Linked DNA regions of Mus musculus: all the other regions are linked to region 1. Evidence: chromatin contacts called from public HiChIP or PLAC-seq and Micro-C data. All regions are on one chromosome and are shown on one strand. The core of a region is the stretch at or near the end of the contact, and the rest is flanking DNA. Distances in the headings are between cores, read along the strand shown. Region 1 holds the start of Otp (orthopedia homeobox). Region 2 has its middle 120 kb from the start of Gm32305. Region 3 holds the start of Pde8b (phosphodiesterase 8B).

The links. A called contact is a pair of places that touch in the nucleus more often than the background predicts. HiChIP or PLAC-seq counts read pairs in DNA pulled down with a chosen protein or histone mark.
Region 2: a contact with region 1 is called in an H3K4me3 HiChIP or PLAC-seq map of embryonic forebrain, with 3 times the contacts expected there. The contact joins the enhancer-like site here to the promoter of Otp in region 1. A contact is called at or near these places in 21 of 39 promoter capture datasets (the 3T3-L1 cell line, 3T3-L1-derived adipocytes, the C10 cell line and 13 more), 3 of 15 datasets of contacts at CTCF or cohesin (embryonic stem cells, pro-B cells and stem cell-derived epiblast-like cells), 47 of 484 Hi-C or Micro-C datasets (B cells, ECoMG myeloid progenitors, the HL-1 cell line and 31 more), 16 of 115 datasets of contacts at active chromatin or transcription factors (astrocytes, bone marrow-derived dendritic cells, bone marrow-derived macrophages and 10 more) and 5 of 9 other capture datasets (embryonic stem cells, embryonic tail, embryonic trunk and 2 more).
Region 3: a contact with region 1 is called in a Micro-C map of embryonic stem cells, with 1.8 times the contacts expected there. The contact joins the promoter of Pde8b here to the promoter of Otp in region 1. A contact is called at or near these places in 1 of 39 promoter capture datasets (liver), 4 of 484 Hi-C or Micro-C datasets (differentiating embryonic stem cells and embryonic stem cells) and 1 of 115 datasets of contacts at active chromatin or transcription factors (embryonic stem cells).

The regions. Positions count from the first base shown.
Region 1 is chr13:94,873,526-94,877,733 of GRCm38.p6, forward strand. It overlaps Otp (orthopedia homeobox), which reads left to right and starts at 2,111. Exons shown (of 3, transcript NM_011021.4): 1 at 2,111-2,281; 2 at 3,588-3,997. The coding sequence starts at 2,245.
Region 2 is chr13:94,574,473-94,578,148 of GRCm38.p6, forward strand. No RefSeq gene overlaps it. Among named protein-coding and RNA genes, the nearest start is that of Gm32305, 120 kb to the right of the region's middle. Within about 2 kb of position 1,654, at least 38 of the 459 cell types and tissues checked have an H3K27ac peak or open chromatin away from gene starts, as enhancers often do. A contact at or near this core is called in cerebral cortex, embryonic basal ganglia, embryonic forebrain and 3 more, where this site is marked.
Region 3 is chr13:95,221,666-95,225,823 of GRCm38.p6, forward strand. It overlaps Pde8b (phosphodiesterase 8B), which reads right to left and starts at 1,427. Exons shown (of 22, transcript NM_001374003.1): 1 at 810-1,427. The coding sequence starts at 1,148.

The DNA of each region.
Region 1 (4,208 bases), core at 861-3,360:
CTCCTGCTGATCGCGGCCGAGTTGTCAAAATGGGGAGTGGGAGGTGTATAGAGAAAATCAAGCTGCTACCAGAGGGGCTCGGTTTGCTTTAGGGCTTGGGATTTCCCTTTCAGGAAAAACCGTTCTGGATAGCACACCAGGCGCTGGCCGAAAGCCCCCGAGGCTCCCAGGCGTGCTAGAGTCGCCTAGGCTCCTCCTAGAGCGCACCCCCGGCTTCGCGGCGCCCAGCTCCTGCTAGGCCCGGTTGGTACCCGCTGCCCGGCGGCCACTGCAGCCCCGCCAGGTCCCGAGCTGCGGAGTGAGCGTTCTCCGGCGCTCTGCGACACCCACGTAGCCCAGACCCTGCACTCACAAGCGAGTGTGCCCCGGTGCAGACGCGCGCACCCGGGTTGGGCACCGCAGGACTTTGAAAAGGGCTGAGGACGAGGAGGAAACAAAACTGCCCCAGAGTTGCTTCGCCGCCTCCTTTGTCTCCTTGCTCTTCCCTGTCACACACAGAGTAAAGGACACAGACACACACACACACACACACACACACACACACACACACACACCCTCGCATCTGCTCTCGGGCAGCATTTTCAATGTTTTGTGTAAGTCAATTGGGCGACGAACAAAAAAAGCCATTTGTTCGGTATTATTTAAAACAGACTTCAGAGGGCCACCCTTTGTGGAAGCTTTATTTGCACTAAATGAATAATCTTAATTGCATCACCCTCGAATTAAAAATCAATGTTAATCAAGTTGGGAGCAGTAAATATCAGTTTTCATTTTGCCTTGGGTAGAGGGCATTTTTCTTGTGTTGCAAATAAAAATACAAGTCAAATAACTTTAAAGGGGCATCATGTTCTGCTGCAAATACAATTGAAACGGATTGTTTGGGAGCAGATCAGAAACGGTACAGAATTTTGCACTTAATTTCCTCAGTTATCATTTACAATAAGAACCTCTGGGCTTGGCAGCCAAGTCTAAACAGTAGTAAATTAGTACAAATTTATACTGATTTTACTCTAATAATCGTAATAAAAGCTTATAGATTTGGCACTAATTACATAAATGCCTAATGATCTTGAAAATTACTCTGGTTAGAAATATATTACTAATCTAAACTTTGTTGTTGGCTGGCTCTGAAAAATCAGAACATTAGAAATGGTTCGCTTCACTTGTGCAAAAGCACTTTAAATTGTTCAAGTAGTTTAACACATCCAAGAGGAAAATAAAGAGCGGTTAACTTTATTTACTGCCTTAAGTGGCTTTGGTCGTCTAGCTGAACTTAGAAACTTTGACCGAAAGAGCAGGTTGGGACCTGGGTGAGAGTGTAGGCCTATCGGGCAGGTGGCCCTGGAACGCAGCTTCTGGAGTTCTGGAGGAAGGCTCACTTCATGAAGTCTCCCCCTCCCCCAAAGCGGACAGGGGACCTTGGCGGGGTGGTGGTGGGGGGGCAACTTCCTCTTTATTTTCTAGGCTTGCAATGGGATTGGGGCTCAGTAGGCCAGAGTCTGGGTCTCTAGAGAAGGCCTGCAGAACAGTGGCAGAAATTTAGGGTCGTTCTAGAGATGGTAGCTTGGCTGCCTGGTGAGCTAGGGCTTTGACTACCGCGGTCCAGTGTCCCCTAGCTGGCACGAGCAGGGGCAGCGGGGGCGCGGGTGCGGTGGGATGTGTGTGGGCTGGGGGTGGCGACTCTCAGGTCATGCAGAGGTCATGTCCTGCTTTGGTGTCTGAACTGCCCCCGTTCCAGGGACACCCTAGCTCTGATACACAGAGCCTGTGAAGCGAGCAAGGCAGGACAAGGAAAGGGGAGATGTGCCCGGAGAAAATCTCTGGGAAGAACTGACCGAGGCTCGGCCCAGAGGCCCAGGGCGAGGCCAAGGTGGCCGCTGCTGCTTTAGCGGCTGCTGGAGGCTGGAGCTGCCTGGGCTGCGGCCGCCGCCTCCTCCCGGCAGGCGCAGGCGGGCGGGCGGGCGGAGTGGGGGACTCTCCGGGCGCTGACATTTGCAGGCTGCCCTCCTGATTGGTCCCCTCGCCGAGCTGCTCACGGGTTCATTCATCTGTTAAGCACCTCCCCGTCTCTCTAAAGGACATTATAATGCAAGAAGCCCCCTTTTTAACCACAAACCGAATTTTCTTTCATTTAGGTGATCTATATATATCTATATCGTATAGCTTATAGCTTATATCTATTTTAAATAACTTAAAGCCGCTAAAATTTGGGGGGGAACAGCTTTCGCCCTGGAGCGGTGCGCGATGCTGTCTCACGCCGACCTCCTGGACGCCAGGCTAGGTGAGTGAGCGCCTCTCACCCGGGCAGCCAGGAGAAGCCGGGGCAGGAAATTGTCAATTTGTTCCTTATTTTACCTTAATGCGCCCTAAATGGACTAATTTCTTTAAAAGTAATTGTGCTGTATTAAAGTTTAATTTGATTTAACATCGTCTTAAAAAAAATCTATGGAATATGTAGATTCCAAAACAAAACGGAGTTGGGGATGCTGACACCTTTTTGTTTTTCTTATTTTTTTCTTTCTCTCTCCCCTTCATTATTAATATTATTATTTTTGGAAGGAGTTCTAGCCCGCGATAATTTGTTTGGAGGTGTTTCTCTCTTTTTCCACTCTTGTTTGCTTTGATTTGGAATTTCTTTCATCCCTTTTTCCCCTTCTTCCTTTCTATCATCACCTTCTCCTCTAAGTGTGCTTAAATTTGTTTTCTTTTTTTAAAAAAAAATCTTCTCCTTTGTGAAGGAGAAGCCGCTGTATGAAGGTGGATTTGCTAAGTGTGCTGGTTGAGAAGAAAAGCCCAACTCATCCTCTCGGGCATCCCTGCCTTCTACAAGGGACTCGGTGTTACCAGTGACGGGGAGGGACGAGCCGTTTATTTCTCGGGAGAGAAAAGTTGAATTCTCTAAAGTTTGATTCACTGTTATGGCTATAGAGTTTACTTAAATTTCTTTGAAGCTATCTGGGTTACCAAGTTCTGGGCTTCAGGCTTGGGGAGCTTTAGTGATGGATGTGACTCCGTTTCCCAAACACTTTCTCTGATTTGAGGGGGAGGCGGAGCTGATTTGGGCTTATTTTGAGAGGTGGAAGGCTTGGAGACATATTCATCTTCCGAAAGTCAGAGGGAATTGGCCAGAGTTCATTTAGCGCCTTTGCTCAGGAGGAGCAGCCTCCAAAGGCTCTCTCTTGATTTCTTTTTCTCCCGCACCACCCGACTAAGAATTTTCTCAAGGTTTCCTGGGACACCAGGGTTACAGTTAGTGAAAGGACTCGGGTGTGTTTCATTGTCAGGCCTGGGAGTGGTTTTTTTGTTTTTGTTTTTGTTTTGTTTTTTGTTTTGTTTTGTGGGAGACACGAAGGCCGGAGCTGTGAAGCACCAGAGCGGGCTGTGGAGAGAAGGAGGCCAGGAGATGCTATTTCAACCTAGCTGTCCAATTCCTGGGAAACCGGGCTGAGGACCAGGCAGTTTCCGCCTCGGGGCAAGCGTGGGCGCAGAGGGAGCGGTGGATGGGGCTGAAGCAGAACCTCTCAGGGAAGTCACCGGCTCCTCACGTCGCCAGGACAGTACTGATCGAGATCCCTTTCCCTCCTCAGGTATGAAAGATGCCGCCGAGCTTCTGGGCCACCGGGAGGCGGTGAAGTGTAGGCTGGGTGTGGGGGGCTCTGACCCTGGGGGTCATCCAGGGGACCTGGCACCCAACTCGGACCCGGTCGAAGGAGCCACTCTGCTGCCGGGCGAGGACATCACCACCGTGGGCTCTACCCCTGCTTCGCTGGCGGTGAGCGCCAAAGACCCAGACAAGCAGCCGGGGCCCCAGGGCGGCCCCAACCCCAGCCAAGCCGGCCAACAGCAGGGCCAACAGAAACAGAAGCGCCACCGGACACGCTTCACCCCAGCACAGCTCAACGAATTGGAGAGGAGCTTCGCCAAGACTCACTACCCCGACATCTTCATGCGTGAGGAGCTAGCGCTGCGTATCGGGCTGACCGAGTCGCGGGTGCAGGTAAGGCGGGCTTGGGCTCAGGGGAGGAAGGCAAGGAGGGAAGGGGAGGATTAGAGCACGGAGTAGGTATTGTGCTCTGCTGGGATCCCGAGCTGCGCGCTTGTTGTTTCTACGTTCCTGGGTCGGAGGATACCATACTCTGTCCAAATATTGGCTAGGATGATCACAGGCCCCCATGGACTTCCTCCATTGTAGCCCCATCCCTCATCTC
Region 2 (3,676 bases), core at 404-2,903, 300 kb before region 1:
AAAATAGAGTAAAACACCGTGCTTAGTGGACGGATGGGCACCCCACCTCCTCCGCTCATTAGAAACTTGACCAGACCCCACACTCCCTTGCCGTGTACCCGGCTGCAGATGCACTTCACAAACTTGTAAGCGTTGGGTAAACTCTTATTTTGGAAAGGTCATTACCACACGGAGTTACAGATAATGAGACAGCCTATGTGTGTCCTTGGAGATCTCTCGCTTTGACAGACTTTATGCAAAGAAAAGACTTACAGGTTTGTTTTCCAGAATTCATCTGAAGCTCTAAAATGGAACAGCCCTACCCCTGGAGTCCTGTCAGCTTTGGCATGCTGGAAGAAGGCCGCATTTACTAGCAAGATGGAAGCTAGCTCAGGCCTGAGTTTGAAGAAGGAAGTGCCCCTGAGTTAGAGGGGGAGGCCAGGGAGGCTGGAGGGTTGGGGTAAAGATAGAGAAGGGTTTATAGTTGAGACTTGTGAGTTGGTTCTAATTCCAGGTACAGTCTCCATAGTCATTATGTAACTCATAAATTCAATAGAGTGTTTTACTGATTCTATAAAAGTGACAGGAGGGGGGTTTTATGCTGTAAGTTTCCTTAGTAGCTCTTCCTGTTTTATGTTGAAGTTCTCAGGCCATTATGTCATTAAACTCCTTGGAGTCTGAAGGGCTTGAGGCCCCCATGTCTTTCCTCTGCACACTTGACCAGAACAAATGTCAACCCGGGCTGGCACAGGTCACCATATACCAAGAGCCAGTGGCTAAAGAGCCCGGAGGCCAAGGTGGTTGGAATCTGATGTTTCCTGAGATGTAGCTTAGATCTGTTCAGATGTCTAGCACAGAGCAGACCCGTCTGGAGTTGGAGGGAAGGTTTAGGTAGTGGACTCAGGCAGTGCCAGAATTCATGTTAGAAAGTCCTTTAACTCAGGGGGAAGGACCTGCTGGTTGGACCTGCTGGAGCCCGAGGACCTGGGACGTCTCTGCATTCAAGAGCAGCAGTGTGGACCGTTGGATTCTTTGCCATCACCCACTCCAAGTCTGCTTAGTAAAGTTCTAAGCAGATTCAAAGTTGGGAGCTTAGGGAGTTGGGCTAGCTATTGGTTTTGAAAGGAAATGCCCGACCTGGCTCTCTCCTGTCTGTCTGCAAGGGGTGAAGGAGGCTTCTGCTCCAGGAAACTTTGCTCCCTCCAGATGTTTGTTCCAGAATTTCCACATGGAAGCAGCAACTACTAATTCCCTGGCCAGAGTGCCCGGAGGCCTTAATCTAAAGCCTCGCATCCCGCCAGCTGTCTGGCACTTGCTATTATAGGGCACCAACAGAGAAATGAGGCTGTGGCTTTATCAATGCACCCTGGGTGACAACTTGATTTTCTGCTTTCACCGCAGGCAGCGGCAGCCCAACATGATGGGGCTGTTAATTTGTGCATTTCATGGTGTCTGTCAGGGGGTCTGGGGGAGGAAGGCTTCAGGGGGGAAGAGAATGGAGCATGGCCCAGCCGAGGAAGCACCTGTCTGCATTGACGGCACAGAGCACTTCTTATTAGCGTGCAGGTCTCTAAATGCAGCCCTGGGATGACAGCCTGGCATCCCAGCACCCACACACTGTGACAGGCGCCGGCAGCCGGTCCCATTGTTTGCCCTTGATGAGCATGTCATTAATGGAAATGGAAGAAAGTAAGGACCGCATCAGAATTCAAATAGCCTCTATTCTCTCTGCCATTCACCCGGCCGCTCAGCCTGCTGCAGATTTCCTTCTGCGAGCCCCACTCTTAGACCCCCCTTTTTAAAAAACAGATTTATTCCCATCCCAGACAAATCCTTTCCATGTTGTTGCTGGTTTCTTCCAATCCCGTGTTTACACCCACCTCTTTAGACTGGATTTAGGACGATCAAAGGAGGCTTGGGTTCTAGTGTCTTGCAAAGGTCTAATTAGCAAAATGCATGCTCTTTGCAGCCAAGAAAATGCAAGTTGCCACTTTTGAAACCCATGTGTCTCCCTGAATGAGAGTGAACCCATGTGAGTCCTGAATCTCCACCAGGAAGGTTCCCACTGCTGCCCAAGCAGTGTCTCCTGGATCGGGGGGGGGGGGGGGGGGGCGGGGGAGGGGAGGCAGGCCTCTGGCATGGCCTGCCTAGAAGACAGTAGTAGTTTCTCTTCTGAAGCGTATAGCAAGTGAAGGGAAGCGGCTGGTAGGTAGCTCACTTGGTTGGCAAGAGCCCTGCTTCACACGACCCGGCTGTTCACAGCGAGGCGGAGAGTGGCTGGATTCTGAGCGCATGTTTCCATCCTTCAGACCTGTGTTGCTCTGTTTGCTTAATAATGTAATTAGTGCTCAGGGGGAGAATATCGACGCCGCCAGCAGTTACTGCTCCTCCATGCATACCCAGGCCGGCCCTGCTGCCCGGCTTGGCTTTCCCAGTCACCTGGCTTTGAACTCTCAGCTGTGTGCCCCTCCTACCTTCCTACACCCCAGAAACTCTTCAACAACCCACCTCCACGCGCATCCCACACAGCCTAGCTCCGCGCAGCTTACACATTCAGGTGGAATGGCCTCGACAGCAGCTGTTAAACCACCCTGCGTTCTCTCTGACCTTTCAGTAATGACAGGTCAGCAGAGCGGCTTACAGTGTCCCCTCTCTGACATTAATCTGTCAGCGGTGTCCTCTTCCTAGTGTTAATCTGTCAGTGCCTTGGGCTGGAACTCCCCAAGATTCCACTGTCTTGGAAGCTGGTCTGTCAACAATCCTGCAACTCTGTTACCAGCTTTGAAATGGGCCTGGGGTGAGGCCCCAGTCCCACCAGGCCCCTCCTTAGCCTAGGTGGGGATGAAGAAAGGTGATCTTACTCAGCTCTTTGCTCCTTTGCATTGTGTGTTGCACTGGGGTTGTCAGAGGCGCCATGCCCATGTATGGCCTCCATGGCAAGGTCAGCATGCAGTGCAGCATGCAGTGGTCTCATGCACAATCCAAATCCCCACCCCACTGCAGTGGACCTGGGAACAGATGCTTACGTGTTTATCTGGCAGAATCCCCCATCCCTTCTCCATAAGAAGCCCAGAGGGGTGATTATAGTTTAAAAAGTCAAGTCATAAATCGGGCTTTTTCTACTCCGTTGCTTTGCAGCAGGAGGAATCCACAGAGGGTATTTAAAAGGAAAAGGGGGGGGGGAAGAAGGGGAACCAACACTTTAGAGTTAGTGCTGCTGATTGGAAACAAATTTCACATTTGATTAATTATTAAGGGGGCCTGTTTAATAAAATATAGAGTGTTTTTGTCTCTCTGCAGTCGTTAGCATGACCTGGGGCCCCTGGTTTGGAGGTGAACAGAAAGCTATTGAGGTACAACAATAAATTTTGTCCCCAAGGGTTTTTTGCAGAAGTGGCCACAGGCCCATCCTGACAGATTTAAGACAGACATCCCTCTGCTGACAATGAGTGGCTCAACTGCAGTGCCTTCCCTTGGTGAGTCCCAGTTACCAGCCTCAAGCAGATATACAAATAGAAACGGATTCATTGACCTCCGAACAAGCTGATTCTCTACTTTCTTCAGAAGATGATTTCCCTAAAAGGAACCCCTCCAGAACTTAGTGTTCTTGATGGCTTGCTGGTTTCCAAAGCAGAAAGTCATCCAGGGATTTCATTCACTAAATACACCACTTTGAAAGCCCCACACAACCCTTCCT
Region 3 (4,158 bases), core at 177-2,676, 350 kb after region 1:
GTACTTTGAAAACATATCTTGGAATAGATTTTCATCAGGAACTATTTAGAGACTGTTTTAACCATCCATTTCACATCCTCACAATCCCACCACCCACACCCACCCCGGAAGACATGTATGCAGAAGCACCATCCTGAGGCAGCTGCCCTGAACTGCTGGCGTTCCAAACTCTGGCTGGGTTCTCTCAATAATGTCCAGGATACAGTCATCCCAGAGAAACACTATAGTAACAGGTTCCACTTGGCTCTCCCCTAGTCCCTTTCTATAGCTCTTCAAACGTAAGCAGCCTAGTTCATTCACAAATCCCTGCACTGGGCCACTGTGCAGAGAACTCCATCCAGCCTAGCTGATTTACAGGTAAAAATCTAAACCTGAGGCGCTCTAGCATCCTGGTGCTGAGGCTGCACTGCATACAGACCTAGCTCAGCGCTCAGGTTGCATTCAGAGGAACTCGCATGCTCTTGGTGATGCATACCCATCCCTCCAGCTGCATCCATTGGGCCACAGCTGCCCTCCCTCAGCAAGAAACAGGCGCCCCAACTGCTTTCCGCTGAGCTGCACTCTGCACCTGTCCCCACCTCAGGACCAGCTTAGGTTTGTTTCCCTGCATCCTCCAGGATCTTTTTCATCTCCAATTCCTTGGGCCCTCACCACCAGCAAAAAAAAAAAAAAAAAAAAAAAAAAAAAAAAAAAACCGAAAAGTAAACTCCGCCTTAGCAACACCCTCCCCCAATCGATCGTCCAACTCCCGCACGAGCCCCCCACTTAAGGCAGACCCGACGGATAACCCCCCAACAGCCAGGATTTACCTTGACGCTGGTGTAGCTAGTCTGGGTCTCGGCCTCGGCGCTGCTGCAGCAGTGGCGCCTCCGGCCCCGGCAGGTGGTCGTGGCGGGGCCCGAGGACCCCGTGCTGCTGCCGCTGCCCAGTTCAGCCCGGGATCTGCGGACTCGGACAGCGCCCGGGGGTCCCGCCGCGCGACTCGGGGGCATGGCGTCGGCGGCGTCGGTCTGCACGAAGAGGCCGTGCAGGGGCGCCGTGGGGCCCTGCGACACGCTGCTGGTCTGGCGGGGCGAGTTGGACTCATCCGAGTCCCGGCAGTAGATCACACCGCTCTGCGAGACATGGATGCTGGGGGCGCAGCCCATCCCTCAGCCGGGCTCCCCCGCGCGCGCCCGCCCGCGCCCCCGGGCCACCCGGACTCGGAGCTCCCACGGCCACCTGCAGTGAGGGGGCGGGCGTGGTGACGGTGGTGCCCAGACTGCGCGCCCCCCAGTCTGGGTGGCCACCGCTCTGTCGGGCTCGCCTCCGTGCCCCCTGGCGAGCGTCCGGGGGCAGCGCGCGTCACCCCAACTTTCCCTCCCGGGCCATCTTCCTCCCGGAGCGGCAGAGCGCGCACACACGGCCCGCGCGCCCCAGCGGCCGCCACCCTCCCCGCCGCAGCGCCCCAAACGCGCGCCCCGCGCCTCCGCCCTCTGCTCCGCCCGCGCCTCGGCCCGCGCCGCCCAGCTCCCCACACTCCGGCCAGGGCGCCCGCCCGCCGGCCGGCTCAGTCTTCCCACTTTCAGTCCTTGCACGTCCCCTCCCAGTGTCGGTCCTCCTCTGGGTCCCCAAGGGCCACCCCACTGCACTCTTCTCCCTGCCGCGCAGTGCCTGGCAGCACGCCTAGGTGCCCTCCGGTTCTTGGCTGTCCAGAGGCCTTGTCCCTTGGGGAGCTCCTTATCCACAGGGCCCCCTACTGCTCTAGCCCCTCTCCCCCTAGTCTGCACTAGCCCTGCTCCAGGCCAAGAATAGCTGGGTAGACCTTCGGGGTAAGTATCTTCTCAAAAACAGAATGCCCTATCCAAACAGCAAGAAGCACATAGCTCAGGCCCACCAAGCCCATTGACTTGGTTGTCAACACACTTGAGGAGTTAAGAGACCCAATTCTTGCATAGCTCACCAGCACCCACCTTCCCCCACATACTAATTCTAGAATTCAGCTGGGTGGTGGCCCAACCTTTGGAAAAAAAACCCATTCCCTGTCTGCAAATCCTTCAGAAGTGCATGCCAAGAGATGGGCTATCCCACAGGGGAATACAATCCTTATTTCCGTGGAAGATCCAAGCTGTCTGCATGTGGTTTTCTGTTCACTTGTCTGTTGCAGTCATTTTGTTTGCTGGTTTGGTTTGGTTTTTCTCCCCCCAACCCCCAAATCTTAAGTTCTTCTCTGGGTGTCACTAACCCAGCCTCCCACTTTTCTTCTTCCTCCTGGGGACCTCCCTCAGCCCCCTCAGTGAAGGCCACACTGCTAGAGAAGCAATTCTGCTGTGTGACATAAGGTGGAAATCCATGTCCCAGGTCCCCAGGCACCACTTGCCTACTTAAGGTCTCCTTCAGTAATTTCTGCCACAACCACAGTGGCCCAAGGGAGAAAGTGAGATGGTCCGAATAAGGGCTTCACTTAGAGTTCTACAAGGATAAATTTCAACGCAAAATACAAAGTATCCAGTTCAAAACTATGTCATTAGTCTCCTCCTCTCCCCACCCCACCCTCATCCCATCAACTCAGAGTTGTCAGAGGAAGATGTCTGATGATGTCTTCTGACTGCCAAATCAAAACATGAGAGACATCTCTCCACTTCTGACATCCACTCTGGGGATGAGAGTTTACATCTATAGTTCTAAGAATTGGGAGGCTGAGGCCAGTCTGATCTTCATGAGTTCTAGGCCAGCTTGGCCTACCGGGTACGATTCCCATCTCTGAACAGAAACACCACCATATTTCAAGTTCAGCTAGAGAGAAGGGAACAGAATGGAGCTTATTCTACTTTTGTTTGATCCCAGGTTAGCTGTAACTTTCTTCTTCACTTTAATGACACAAAAGAGTTCATCTTCAGTTAATCTTCAGTAATTTCTGCCACACCCACAGTGACCCAAGGGAGAAAGTGAGATGGTGATCAGGTGTTCCTACCAACTGTGTCAGTGATCTTGGATGAGGCAGACCTCATTAGCTAAGGCACTCCCCGACTTACTACTTATGGAAGGGCATGCCCAGCAGTGGAGGTGTAACTCAGAGCCCTTCTTCCTTCACATGACTGCTTCCCCACAGTACCCTTGCATGTTGGTTGGCCCTCATACAGTTAAGAATGCCACCATTACCCAGGAACGATCATTTACTTAAACCTATGTCTGATGGCTACTCTCTGCCTTCCTTCCAGTGAATCACTAAGGGATAAGCTAAATTACAAGAAAGTCCCCCTCCCCCAAATCTCCATCTCAGCTCCAGGTGCACAAATGTAATCATTCACACCCATTTCAGGCATCATCTGTCAGGAAACTAAGTGTCACATAATTCTCATGCCACAGCCATGTTCAGGGCATCCTCAAGGAATCACTCGATGGAGCCCCTCATGGAAGAAAAAAGTCCCGGGGACTGCTTCAGAAGACAAGACTATGATAAAAACACAAATTACACTCTCTCTTCTGGTGGGGAGATTAGGAGATGAATCATGCTGCAGACATCCAGAAACAAATTTAGGTTGAACTTATACATTTTTAAAAATGAGTAAGCCCCGGGGGTATGACCTTAATGTAGCTAGTGAGTGACCAGACAGAGTTAGCAGGTTAATAGAACATTTCATGTTGGTTGAATGTGACTTCTCCTTTGGATAGGAGACAGAGGGAAAAGTAATCTAGATATCCATTTTTACAATCCATTTTCAAAGCAACCACAACTTCCACCTCCAAGTCTGGCTAGGTAAAAGAAAAGAAAATATCTGTCCCTATAATTTCCAAGTGTTCTCAGTGGGAACGTGTGACTTGCCCCCATGACAAGGACGTATCTGAGCTAATCACTGAAACTTACAGGAGTGTATAGATGGAGAAGAAATGGGAGTCTGAAGTCATTTCCCCAGCTAAGTTCTGAGCCCTGAGTGTTGGCCTCATGAAGAACTGACTTCCTCGCAAGGACACCAGTGCCACCCAGGGTAACAGCAGTCTCCTTACACACAGACACTGCAGTGCTTCTTTAGGCCCAAGTTGTAAAATAAGGTCAGGAAACCCGACATTCAAAAAAGAAATTAATTAAAGTGAGAAAATTTTAGCAAAAATGTCCCAGAAGCAAATGGAAAGAAAGCTAACTGAATTTAAAAAAAAAAAAAAAAAACTTAAAAAGAA